2 separate regions of the Oryzias latipes genome follow, and region 2 is linked to region 1. Evidence: chromatin contacts called from public Hi-C data. All regions are on one chromosome and are shown on one strand. The core of a region is the stretch at or near the end of the contact, and the rest is flanking DNA. Distances in the headings are between cores, read along the strand shown.

Evidence for each region. Hi-C and Micro-C count contacts between places; a contact is called where the count stands out from the background.
Region 2: a Hi-C map of embryo shows a contact between it and region 1, with 1.9 times the contacts expected there. The contact joins the promoter of fam181b here to the enhancer-like site in region 1. A contact is called at or near these places in 3 of 5 Hi-C or Micro-C datasets (embryo and fibroblasts).

What each region holds. Positions count from the first base shown.
Region 1 is chr13:6,588,411-6,595,170 of ASM223467v1, forward strand. gab2 (GRB2-associated-binding protein 2) reads right to left here. Exons shown (of 10, transcript XM_011482305.3): 3 at 6,230-6,458; 4 at 2,727-3,316; 5 at 1,488-1,576; 6 at 1,086-1,365; 7 at 779-869. Among protein-coding and RNA genes, the nearest start is that of maml2, 11 kb to the left of the region's middle. Within about 2 kb of position 2,836, at least 2 of the 8 cell types and tissues checked have an H3K27ac peak or open chromatin away from gene starts, as enhancers often do. A contact at or near this core is called in embryo, where this site is marked.
Region 2 is chr13:7,000,962-7,007,721 of ASM223467v1, forward strand. It overlaps fam181b (protein FAM181B), which reads right to left and starts at 2,929. Exons shown (of 1, transcript XM_023961958.1): 1 at 982-2,929. The coding sequence starts at 2,418. The coding sequence ends at 1,465.

The DNA of each region.
Region 1 (6,760 bases), core at 1,586-4,085:
CATGGGAGGCTGCCGTTGGTCAGAGCTGAGGTCGGGAGGTCGGGGTTCAAAGAAGGAGATCAGCTGACAACCTCTGTAAAGACCAAACGACAAGCTGATTCCTTCTGTGCATTTTGTTATTTTTTCTTGGGAAGACTTTGGTCTGACTCTTGGTGACAACGAGCTCTTGGTGAAAACGAAGCTCAGTGAAATGATGCGACCATGACTCCATGCGGTAACGACAACCAGCCCAAACATTAACCGTTTATGAGAACTGTACCCCCGGCGTTCCAAACAGGAAGTACCTGCTGGTTCCAGGAAGGAAAATCCCATAGACTTCTCTAGAGAAATAAACAGCGGCTCCTCAGTCATTCTATTAGTCAGAATAACTATTCTTGCTCTGATACCCTTTTTAACATTTTCCTGCCAATTCTTTTTCTTTATTCTAAGTTATAAACTGGCCAATCAGATGCCTGGATTAACATAAGTGGTGCCTGCTGGATCTCACGTCCTACGTTAGGAACGTTTGACAGTTTTCTTGTGGCCCGATTTCAAGTGGTGGGGGGTGTGGCCTTCCAACAATCTCCCTTCTGACTGGCGAGAGTGGTTGCCATAGAAACATTGCCTCAGACCGACTCACTGCTTACTGACGACGTCTGGCTCCAACATGAAAACATCCGTATCGGGGGGAAAAACGGTGACCGACGTCACTCTCGCTCAGTCCGGTTCTCATATACAGTCAATGCGCCCAACAAATGTCGTCGGCGTGACGTCTGCGAACATCAAAGCAGGGACTCACATGGGTCGTGTCCAGGACATGGTAACCGGGCTCTTAAATGGCAGCTCGTCGATGATCCCATTGCTTTTTAGGTCCAAAGGCGTCGGCTTCGCTGTGGAAAACACCAGCACAGATCTTCCATTAAAAAAATCTAGTTACGCCATTTAAAGCAAAGGCAACATGTGGGTGTTGTTGTGTATCATTTGAGTTGGTTCCTAAGAGCTTTACAAGTTAAAAGAATGCTGTGCAGATCATCCTAACCCAAGGTCAAAAAGGAAAAACAGAAATCAAACACACAAATGAAACACGCAGGGGGAAAAAACCTCACATTTCCTGTTGGGCTTCAGGTTGCGGTTAATAGGCGGAGGCGTGACATCACTGTAACGAGTGGGCCGGTGGCACAGGGAGGCGCTGCTGCCCTTGCGGGCAGGCAACGTGGCAGAGAATCCTGGGAAATCAAAGTGTGGTCCAGGGGTCATAGGAATGTAGATGTCGCTGGGATTGTCAGCCTGGGAGGCGCTCAGCGGAGAGGAGCCGGGATTCATGGGAACGTAGTTGTCATCCGAGTTGCCGCTGTCGGAGCGAGTCAGAGGCGCTTGGGCTCGCAGCTGCTGAAAGACACAGAGGTCATGTGACGGCCGCCGCCTCCTCACCCTCAGTAAAGACAAGGATGCGACATAAAAGGCTTTCCTCCTCTGTGGTTGATGACTTTGCGTTGGTATAAACTCACCAAGTAGGAGCTGAATCCGTCGTTGACGGACTCTACCGACTGGTTGTTGAAATGAAGACGATGATGGTTGTTGGTTTCAAAGGAGGAGCCTTTCATGACAAATGAGAAATTCAATCGTTTCTATTACCATAAATACAAAAAAATAAAGTACAAATGGAACAATTCCAAAGTCACGTGTCGCAATAATCCTAAAAAAAAAAAGGTTAGTTGGACTAAAAAAAAAAAGACATTTTGAAATGCTTCATGTAATAAACAAGTGACATCTAATTATGTGCTTCATATGACCACAGTTAGTCATTGTGGCGCAGGTTTGTGAACAGCCAGAGGCCCCACTAATGAGGGTCACAAATCAGTCCTTTTCTCTGAAGCCTGAGCCTGGACCTGGCAAAGGAACAAACACGGCAAATTAAGAATTCAAGCGCTGTGTCCAGCGGTACTGTTCTAAAAGCGGCTCATCGGTCTGGAACCAGGCATTTCGGATCGGCCTGTATGACTTGAATTTCATTAGCGTCTAAACGAAGCAATGATTCCTACACTGAGGCCTTTGTTTCTGTCCAGTGGCAGGAAAAAAAAGGAGGTGTGGGGGGGGGGGGGGGGGGGGGGGGGGGGGGTCAAGGGGAGGCAGAGGAGCCATAAGGAAAGAGGCGTGGTCGATCCAGACATGATTTAGAGACCCACTCCGATCAACTTTTGAGCTATTTCAGTAAGTAGTCTTTTAATTATGACGATGCTGTTTTAAGGCAAAAACAATGATAAAAAAAATCTGTCGTTTTCTAAGGCATAGTTTCTGCAGAGCAGGTTTAGAAAATTTGCTTAAGAGTTGTCGGCGGGACCGCTGGCGTGAATAACCCTGTCCCCCTTTCCTTCTCCATTGCTGAGAGCTTTCTGTTTTCATGATAGCACCCACAACCTCACATAACCAGTTCAACAAAAACACTGGAGCCGTCCAGTCGACCAGCTTGGAGTCAGATTCTAGCTCGGTCAAGGTTAACCAAGACGTATATGGATCTAGTCGTCTACAAGTAGATGGATCAAATAGGGGCGGAGCCAAGAGCATATGGCCCGCCCAGCTTATTTTATACATATATTATTTTTTAAACTGCAGTTTTGGGTCTGCTTCTTATTCATGATTTCAATAAAGAAATACTCAGAAATGTTATTTTAAGCTCAATGGTCATCAGAAAAATGCCCCAAGAACACGTTAAAAACACAATCTTTATTTAGAAGAAGAAAATGTACCTCTGTGCAGCCTTATGTTCTCCACAGCAGGGAGAGTGTTCCTGCGTGGGATGACCGATGACTTGACTTCCCCATTCTGACTTCCAGCTGAGCGGGGACTCCCCCTCTGCCCCTCTGACCCCTGGCTTGGTTTAGGGGGTCTAGGAGGCGGAGCGCAGGAGGATTCCGAGCTGGGGGGTGTGAGCGCATTGTGGTTCTTGTCAAACGTCCGCGGGATCTGGTAGAAGGAGCCGGGCGTTGTGGGGAAGTCGTAGTTGTCAGGCGAGCGCTCGTTGCTGTGCATGGTGGCGAGGGCGTTGCAAGGGGTTTTGAAGGTGTAGACCTCGTCATTCTCCAGATCGGGGTCGCTGAAGTTGCTGTGGAGCGGAGCCTCAGAGCTGTAGCCCCGCGGCAGGACGTAGCAGGCCTCCTGGGGGGAGCCGTCGTGCACACTGAGCTGTTGCTGCCCTGTCTTGGGGAGGCTGTAGAAGCCGTGCAGCTGAGATCCTGTGCCATTCAGACAGTGTGAGAAGCCGTAGGAAAGTTTCTGGACTGGAGAGTCACTCCCCGTCAGCGTGTTGCTGCGAGTGGTTTGAGAGAAGCTGGCACTTCTGCAACAGAAGCATAAGTAGAGGGGTTTTTACCATGGGCACTCCACACAAAGCCTCCAAGTTCCACTCCTATTCATCTTTTGGTATTTTTATCAGAACTATGGCATTTCTATGCAAAATGGAAAAATCTGTATCGTTTTCTAAGACATAGCCGCACAGTTTGGAGCCAGGTGCCATCTTGAGTGAGGAAAATGAAGACGTGCACGGATCTAGTCGTCTAGAATGAAGCAGGGAGCTTTTGGCCCGTCCAGTGTATTTTTTTCGTTCCAATCTTTTCCAAACTGCATTTCTTTGTCGGCTCCTATTTGAGTTACATTACTATACATAATGTAATGTGAATGTTTTGAACAAAACTGTAAATAGAAATACCCACATCATGAGGTGTGGGATCATACAAGATTTTTCTTCAATCCACTCGTTTTCAAGCACACTGTTTTGTTTTATGTCTATAAACTCTTGTGTTTATTTTCATTTATTTGAAACAAAGAAATGTATTCATATTTTCTTGATATACGGTATGCTGTATTTGACCAAAAACATGTTGAAAACACTATTTTTTAATCAGAGTGGGTCTTTAAGACCCTTGTGAGCAAACAACTGCCACACATCTGTTTCTAGAAACAATGTCATTATGTCCTGTCACCTAAAATAAATGTAATAACATCTACAGTCACTAGATGGCAGTGTTACACTAATAAGGAGAATCGAAAGTCTCTATCCACTGCCTGAGCAGCTTATGCATCCAAAATAGTAGAATCTCAAATATTTTTAAGGTTTTTTGAAACTTGATTTTTTAAGCAAGTCCTCAGCGTGCTAACAGGTTTAGGTGTAGAGGATGACGGGAGCTCAGACTTTCTCAGCCTAACTCAGGCCCCCTGTGGAAATGACCTTGACGGCCAACAAGAGCAGCTTAATAACCCTCGTGCTATCTTAGATGAGCCCACCCTTACTTTGACGTGTTCTCCCTACCATGACAAAGGTGGATAAAGGTGTAGAGGATTTCATGTAATCCATGGACACCAGTGAAGATCACAAATCATTGAAGAAAAAAGGTTCAGCGCACTGTCTAATGGGTCTAGATGACCATATTCCCAATGTTAAAGTGCCTAGGATAGCACAAGGGTTAAACAGCTGAAAACAGTAAATAAAATAAATAAAAATCCCCCCCCCTCCCTTGTGGTCATTTCTGAAAAGAAAGCACAAATTGAACTGCAAATTTTTTTTGTCATCAATGATGACACAATGCACAATACATCATTTCCTACTATGGTTGATGCACAAGTGGATGGGGGGGGGGGGGGGGGGGGCTTTTATATAGATGAAATTAGATCACTAACCATCAACCTGAGGATTTCCACTGAAGCATGAATCATACATGTGCGTCTAATTAGCGAAGCAGAGGCGAGATGGAGAAATGGGCATAAGGCTGATGAGATCGACTGAGAGGTTTGATTCTTCAGTTCCACTACGACTCCTTTCTGTGCAGCTGCTTCTGCTGATGGGGCAGATTCGCTCTGGAGGAGCGTAAACCTGCAGGAGTGATGAATGGCTGCTTCGGCTGTGTTTCTCTTAAAGGGCACCGATGGAGGCTTTGAGAAAGTATTAATGTTGACTTGAACTGAGCAGCGTCTCAGTCTGAGAGGTTTATGGCTTTAAAATTGCAAATTAATTTTCTATTTTTACTCCATCGTATCAAACGTGACTATTTTTTACCTAAGCAGTCTCTAAATTCACGGTGAGTTTTCCAATGACGTAGAAAGGATGCAGACCCCCCCCACCCCCATTAGAATTGATTTCATTCGATATTTACGTAAAGGTTTAAAAAGTCTTTAGCTTTGACATTTTGTTTAAAAAAATATACCTAGAGTTATGAAACATAAACCTTATATGAAACATAAACCTTAAAATAGTTTAGTGGAGCTTCAGCTGTTTTTTTTAGATATTTTTTATCATTTTGAGTTTGTTTTTAGATTTAAACTTTTTTATTTTGTCTCTATCGTTTGATCTTTGTTATATAATGTAAAAGTAAACAGTTGATTTTTGCAGGGAAAAAACAACAGGATTTTTTGTACAATAAGGCCCACTTAAAACCTTTTTTCTTTAAATGTTTTTTTCAAAAAACGACAGCACCTTACACCTCGGAGGGCCTTATATATGCTAACGCGGCTAACATCTAGCATGTTGGCCTGTTACTAACAGGGTTTGGAGTTAGCGTAGTCACAGTTACGGTTGTTTTAGAGGCATCTGTCCATTGTTTTTACGTGTTGAAAACAAGTTTGAGCGTTATTATGTATAGGCTAATGTGGCTAACGTGTGGCGTGTTACAAACATGTTCCAGAGTTACTGAGAATGTGGTTCATAAAGACTCTGCAATTCTCAGACTCTTTTGCCTTATGGTTCAGTGCACCTCATCTATAGACTATACAAGTATGTACCATCAGTATCTATCAGAATTTATTTCATTATACACTTTCAGGTTTTTTTGTGTTATTGTGCAATATAATAAAAAATAGATATTTGTATAAAAAACTGAGTTTGTGCAAAGAAAATGATGTCAAGGCTCGTCACAAAAAACTGTTTTAAAGATACATTTTTAGAGGATATTGTAAAGTAAAAGAAAAGGCCCTGGACTACTAAGGGTTAATGTACTTCTTTCCTGAATGTTCTCCATCTCATCATCACTTTGAATCAAACAGAAATGTAGAAATATCCTTTTAGAATAAAAGCTTCTTGTTTTTGCATTATTCTAGGCTGTTCCACAGACAGACAGCTCTCCGCCTGTTATTCCTCTCCAACGGTAGTTTGAACCCTTAGAGGCTTCTGGACTGAGGAAGCGCCGTAAACCTGTATGTTGACCTGCATTAACAGAAAACAGGAAACCAATGCAGGATGTCTGAGGGTCATGACCTTTACCGTGCACTCTCCGTCTTCCTGCTCATGCACTGGTGGAGGAGGAGGTAGTCCTGAGGCGCGCTGTTGGACAGGGAGCCGTGGTGCGAGTGGCGCACAGGCACGTCAAAGGTGAAGAGGACCGGCTGGCTGGAGTGGATGGGCGCTGAGGACTTGCGCTCGCTGCTCAGAGGAGCCATTGAGCCGGTGGCGTCTGGACCAACCGACCGCGGCATATTGAGTAACCTGCCATCTGTGAAAAGAAGAAATGCGAGGAGTGAATCAGCTAAAGCCCAAAAAGATATTTTTGATCCCAACTAACCTAAATTTGATTTTTTTCTGGAATTTTAATGCAAAATAATCTCACTTCTGAATTCCTGGTTTATCTATCACGATATTCCATCTGAAAGTCTGTAGCGTTCCGTTAGGCCTCTAATCAATACCAAAGAGCGATCCATCTCTAGGGAGGGGGCAACCTCTGCGTATTTGGGCTGAACAGCACACAATCCAACATGCAGCCTTTAAATCCCCTTTCTTTGATATTATTGATCTGAC
Region 2 (6,760 bases), core at 1,679-4,178, 410 kb after region 1:
TTTTTATTGCTTGGGGAAAGATTAGGCTGAAAGCAGAAAACTCTTTAAAAAATGAAAAGTTTTATAAAATGACGGTTGTAATGATGAAAAATTTAGACCGCACTTAAACTAAACTAAAAGGATGGTATATTGGGAGTAATAAAATAAAAGGGTCAAAATTTGTAAGCATGTGGTTTTAAATTAAATTCAAAATTTTGTGCAGAAAAGTCAAATTAATCACTCAAATGAAGAAAAAAAGAAATTTTGCTTGAAATAAAGTGATTTTATGCATGAAATAACCAACTATCAAGTATGATTTAAAAAAGAAAAAACTTTTAAAACGTTATTTCTTGTATTAATAGCAAATTAACATAACCAGTTAACTTAAATGAATCTAAAAATGCATCCTCCCACAGAACGACAAACACCAACAAGCTTACGGCGAGCTTTTATTGTGAAATCTTTAATAGTCAATAAAGCACTCCTTAGTTGTAAATGCTGCTTTAAGAAAAGATTACTACCAAACAGTATATTTTTATGAAATTTTATAGATTTCAAATGATGAAGTCACATTCAGGCTTCCTCTGTTCAACAATGCAAATGAAGTAACCTTCAATAGCCACCAGGGGGAGCTATACAATTCATTTCAAGGCTGAAGTGTTTCAATCTTTGAAGATCTCCACTGACTAACTCCAGATATGTGTAAAAATATGGAAATAAGTCAATGCTAATGCAAATATTTAAACATTAAGCCACTTTAGGGGAGCATAAGGGTAAAACATGAGTGTGAATTTAAATATTTTGATATAAAAGTCTTTACTGAGAACTCCAGTTTTGTCAAATTTATTATTTGAAAAAATATATTTTTTATATGAAACCCTTTTTTATGTTTTGTTTTGTTCAAACTTTATTCAGAATAACTTATTACACAAAAGAGTTCCTCCAACATATATTGAAATTGACGCGTTCCATGTTTAATGATCAGCACAAAAGCACACGCAGTAATAAAGACCAGCTTTATTTTGTCATCTTACAATAGCTAGATACATTAAAAGCTTTGAAAAATAAAGAAGAAAAGAAAGAATTGGTAAATGTTCCAGCTGAAAATAAATTCAGAGCAATAAAAATCTCTAAATATACGTTTTTATCTGGACTGTAATGCAATGTTACAGAACGTCTTCTAACAGGATCTAAAAAAAGTGCCTCAGTGGTTTTGTGAAACACCTGATCTACAGTTAGTGTCGCTTTCTAGAGTGAGACAACTACTTTTGTAAAACGAGGTCTGAATGATCATTTTTAACATTTATATCCCCCCCCCCCCCTCTCTCTCTCTCTCTTGCAGTGAACCCCCTGAGGAGACACGAATGCACATTTGGAGTAATTTTATTATAAAACACAAGCAGATGTGGGAATTTTGTGCCAGATGTTTTGTGGGGAAATGCAGGACACTTCGCTGTGCAGGGTTTGGGTTTATTTTGACGTTCCTCATAGTGATGAATAACTGGACCTGTTGTAGCCACTGTTTAAGTCATAGGTCACCTGAGGTAAGGAGCAGTCTGGGAAGAAGTTTGGAAAAGCCAAAGTGCACAGTGCGTTATCATCCATGCCTCCGGAGGCCTCCTCCGACTGGAAATAAGCAGGGGGCTGGACTGGGCCTGCACGCGGGTTCTCTCCTAGCTTCTTGGAAGGTCCTGAGCAGCTAGTCCAGGGGTCTGCTGTGTACAGATGATGAGCTACTACATGGGCGTCATAAGAAGCGGGGTCCAGGCCTCCCAGCTCCGACTGCATGCGCAGAGGCACGCTTGGGTAAAGATCCTGGTCGCTGACCATGCTGCTGTAGTCGGGTCCCAGGAGCTCAAAGAAGTCTGGGCTGCCTCGCTCCAGGTCCTTGAGGGTCACCTCAGACGTGGGGCTGACTTTAGAGCAGTTGGCAGGCTCAGTGAAGAAAGACGGAGGCAGGTTGCGGTGTCTCAGGGGTGGCTTCTTCGCTCTCTCGCCTCTTAATTCCTTAACGGGGCTGAAGAGCGCTGCCAGGCTCTTGCTCTGCAGGTTGGCCTGGACTCCGTCCCGTTTAGGCAGGACTTTGTTCTGCAAAGAGCTCTGCTGAGACACAGGGGAACTCTGTCTTTTTACCGGCGTTTCCGCTCCGTTTCCGGGTGTTATGATGCCAGTGCACCGTTTGATCTGCTTCTGAAGGTACTTCCGGTGGTTGACTTTCCTCTTGGACTTGACCGGCTTGTCCAGAGCCAGCTTGATGTTGCTGGAGGCCGAGTCGATGAAGCTCAGGAGGTCCCTCGTGGTCTCCTTGAAGTCCTCATCCTGCTCCGCCTCGCAGAGGAGACTCCCATCCAGACTTTTCTCCACGTCGAACTCCATCACAGACCCAGGGAAGCAGAAACTCATGAACTGGGGGTTCATGATTGCCGTCTGAACAGCCATTACTCTGTTGAGCCCGGCAGCTTCACCCGTGGCGTCCTCTGGGACCTCAGAAGCCCCCTCAGATCATGGCTTTGTTCCTCTGATGAAAACCCTCGGTCCTGAAGCTGCTCGTAGACATTGCAGAGCAGAAGTGACGGGCTCTGAGGAGAGCGGGTAGATCTTTCAGGGGGCAGGGCAAATGATGTCAGAACATCAAAGAGGAGGGGCCACGGAACCGCAGGACTTAACTCTTTGCTTGTGGGTGACAACCTGCATGTACGAGGGATTTGTCTGGAGTTCCCTGCCGTGCCGAAGACAATATCCTCAGTCAGGAGCCTCCTCCTCCTGCTCTAACTGCTGTGTGTGCTTTCAACCACAACGGCTTTCATGAAGCCAGAGGACATTACTGTAACCGTGAGCAGAAAAGCCTCAGTGCAAATCTGTGTCACAAAACCCAAAGTGGTTTGAAAAAAAGCCACCGTTTTCAAAGCCACGTTTATGATAAATAGCTTAAAAAATAGAAGATCCATCACTAATACAGAATATACATTGTTCGGTTTAGGGACAAATAAGTACTTTTTCACAGTAAAAGTTCGTGTGTGACCTTTAGATCAGCTTCACGTCTGTGGGAAAATCGATGTATCCAAACAGATGGCAATGTTTGGGAGGATCCTCCAATGGCTTGCTTGTGTCTTAATCTGCTCATGGCAAAAGTTGATTTCTAGTGCATTCCTAGGCCAGTGGGAATTTCTGCCCCGGCCTGACAACTATTATGGGCTGCCTTTGACATAAAGCCCTACAGGGTCTAAATAGCCTCTATTCTTCGCGCGGCGCTGAAAGGGAGCTTTGTGCCAGAGATTCATTAAATTGCACCTCACAGCCCCTTCGTAAAACGGGGTCTCAATAATGAACAGTTGATTTAACTAGAAAAGCTGCCGCTGCTGTTAAATTAAAGGGGAATAAAGTGCAGAACGGCTCGGTGTGCCAGCAGAAATGTTGACCTTAAGAAATCCTGCATATGAAACTTCTGGTTGTAGACAATAACGCGTTTACAGGAGGTTTCTTGGGGGATGTGGGGAGGAGGAAGCAGGACGTGCTCCAGAGTCAGGCGCACTCCCATAAAAATCATGTTTTCAATGTTTTTAACATGTTCTTGTAGCATTTATCTCATCATTCTGATGCGTCCACTTGCAGACAAATGTTAGGTTGGGGGTGTGAGTGGCTGTGAACTAACAGGACTTTAGTATAACACAGAGAACTTTCAGTTATGGGTGACAGGAAGGGTGGGCGGGCTTGCTCTGCACCAACAGTTGCGCCAACAACTCAGAGGTAAATTTTACGGAGCCCGTGACCTGACATGGGTAAAAAAAAAAAAAAAATGAATTCGTTCCCACAAAATAACTATGACCTTTTACGCACCCCGTATTTTCAACCGAATCCGGTTCCATATTTATTGTAAATACGATAACTGGTTTGAAGCAATAACAAAATAAATTTTGCCATTGCATCATTGATGTTTCCATTGACTATGGCGAGGCGATCGCTATGCCGGGCGGCTGGCTGGACAACAGACAGGGAGCCGCTGTCCGCTGCCAAAGCGGCATAACGATCTCTGGCTGCGGAGCACGTTTTCTTGCTATGCCGGCATCCGGGAACATGGCATAAATCCAACCTCTTAACATCCTCCGTGTCTTCCATGCATTGTCATGAGAGAAATGTGAAGGTATCTGCTGTTAATCCAAGTATTGCTCACATCCGTCTTTAGGAATGACTTATCACGGGAATATATTAATGATTTTTTTTACTTGTCTCAGGTCACGAGCTTCGTAGAAATTCGAATGAACCACGGCCGAAACGGTGCCCTAGAACAGTGTTTTTCAACCGGTGTGCCGTGGGAAATTGCCCTCATTAACTGATCTAAAAACATTTCCCATCTCGAGGATATCAGCTCTTTGTTCATCCAAACAGGCCCTGATAAAACACTGAGTAGTTAGGAATATGAAAGATCGTAAAATAAGTTTTTCTTTGTGTTTATTTGATTCTATTAAAGACATTTTGATAAGAATGACGGTACCGCGATTTAGCCATAGCTATAATGTTTTAGGAAGCGTCCCGCCCCTTTAACTGTCTCCACCAATCATTCTTGGAGGCTTAATCACATGTCATCAGTCTGACCAATCAGAGGTGGTTAAACTCTTCACTTCCTTGTTCTGATTCTGCTCATAAAGTCTCTCAGTTCCAAAAAAAATGCCAGCTAAAGCTCGTCTTTAGCGGTGTAGCTTTCCACAGAATCCGGTATCAGACTGTGAACAAAACAATGAAGCTCAGAGAAGAGAGTCTGTCTGCGTTTGGTGGCTGTTTGCACTACATCTCCCATGATGCATTGCGTTAAAGTGACAGTGTCTCAGCGTACAATGAGTCGTCCTTGTTAAACGTCTTGACACGACAACGAACACACATAAAACAGTTTTTAAATCTTCTAACTTAACTTTTATTACATCTTTTAGAAAAAACAGCTGCAGCTTCCAGTTTTTTCAGCCACAATTATCACAAAAATGCATGTGAGATTGAGGAGGGGCTGTAGATCAATACAGACTATGAGTTTCTCCTTTTTTTGTTTTAATTTTTGGATGCTGGTGTGCCGCAGGATTTTTGTCAAGGTTAAAGTGTGCCGTGGCTCAAAAAAGGTTGAAAAACACTGATTTAGAAAGACGTCTCGTTTATGTAATCCATGTGTAACTCTCACAGAACACGGCTTGAATGCAAACTCAAGGTTTGAGTCCTCACTTTGGCATAACGGGGCTTTTCTTTGAGTGGAAAGAAAACAGCTGCAGCCATTTGGAAGCACGGCCCCCTGACTCAGTGGAGGAGCTCCTATTTTTTCCCAGCAGCCCCCATCTTGGCAGAGTGACCACATCCCAGTCATGGCAGCCATGGCCACTCTTTCGAGTCGGGAGGTCTTGGCTTTTGTGCTGGTGGGTCATTCACTCCGCAGAGCACTGACGCCGAGATCCCGGAAACAAGTTCCTATTGTTGCATTAAGTCTGAGAGGGAGAGCGGGGATGGGCCTCAGCTGAGGAAGTTCACACTTTTGCATGTGTTCGATTCCCTTAATTTCTTTTAAATCACATTTCTGAACGTGGGGTGTTATTTCACCGCCCAAAAATGGCTTCTGTCCGTTTATCTGAGGTGGCATCCCTTTCTGTTCAAAAGAATCTGCTTATTCAGCATTCCTCAGTCCAAAAGAAGTGGGAACAGGGCTCCTTTGGTACAACATGATGTGACACGCACAGCCTTAATCTCTTCCTAATAGTGTGTGGTCCCCGTCTGAGCAGAGACACACTCAAGAGTTGAGTGAATACTAATAACGTCTCTGATTGATGACGATTGTCAGGGAGATCAAAAAGGCAAACAAAATGAATGACCTCTTAAAGTCCTGAGAAACATTTAAGGAGGGCATTCAGTGGCGGAGACCCCCACCTACTCCCGGGGGTTTAGCTGCATCTCTGACCCCCGAAGAAATTCAGTGACGCCTGTGACCAAGAAAAAAGGCGTAGAAGTCGGCTTTGTGTTTAGGTAAACTCGCATACCGGAGCAGGACGTGCTGCACATTTACACCACAAGGTCATCACAAGGCTTGAAAAGATGAGTGGGGGGGCTTTTCTCGAGGCTCCCTGCAGATTTGTGCATCGTCGTTTTAAACCTCTTTTGCACTACAGGAGTTGTATTAATAATAACGCTCGCAGGGGGGGCACCGATCAGAGGCGACAGGCTGCCACAATTTAGAGCTTTAAAGGCAGCCAGTGAGTTAATGTGAGCGGGTGGGGGGTGGGGGTCCCACAGGGTCAGCAGGCGTAACTGCAATAACCTCCCACCACCCGCCTTATTGACCACCTCCGATTGGGATTTTATTAAATCTCCAGCAAAGACAATTGTTCTTGTGGAGGGAAAATTGAACTCTGCGACCTTGTCTGCTCTGAAACACGACCAAGTGTCTCAACGCTGCTAGAACCCCATCTTAGTGGAAAAAGAGCCCCGTTTCAAGGAAAATGGTCGTATTCTCTGTGACTTTCCGTCTTTGAGCTGAGCCCAAACCTTCTGTTTATGTAATCCATCCATAAACCGGATGTAAGCAAAAGAAGTGTGTTGGGGGGGCGGCCTCCCTAAACGCTTGACTGCCTCCCAAATGTGATGGCTCAAAAAAATTCAAAAATTACTACAGAAATAAAAATGACAAAAACAAAACAAACAAAAAGAAAAGTAAAAAAAAAAGTGTTGTCTAATAATCAAGAATATTTTTCAATAGCAAAATAATCTTAGTGACCAGAAGTTTTTTTAAATAAGAATTCTTCTTAAGAGAATT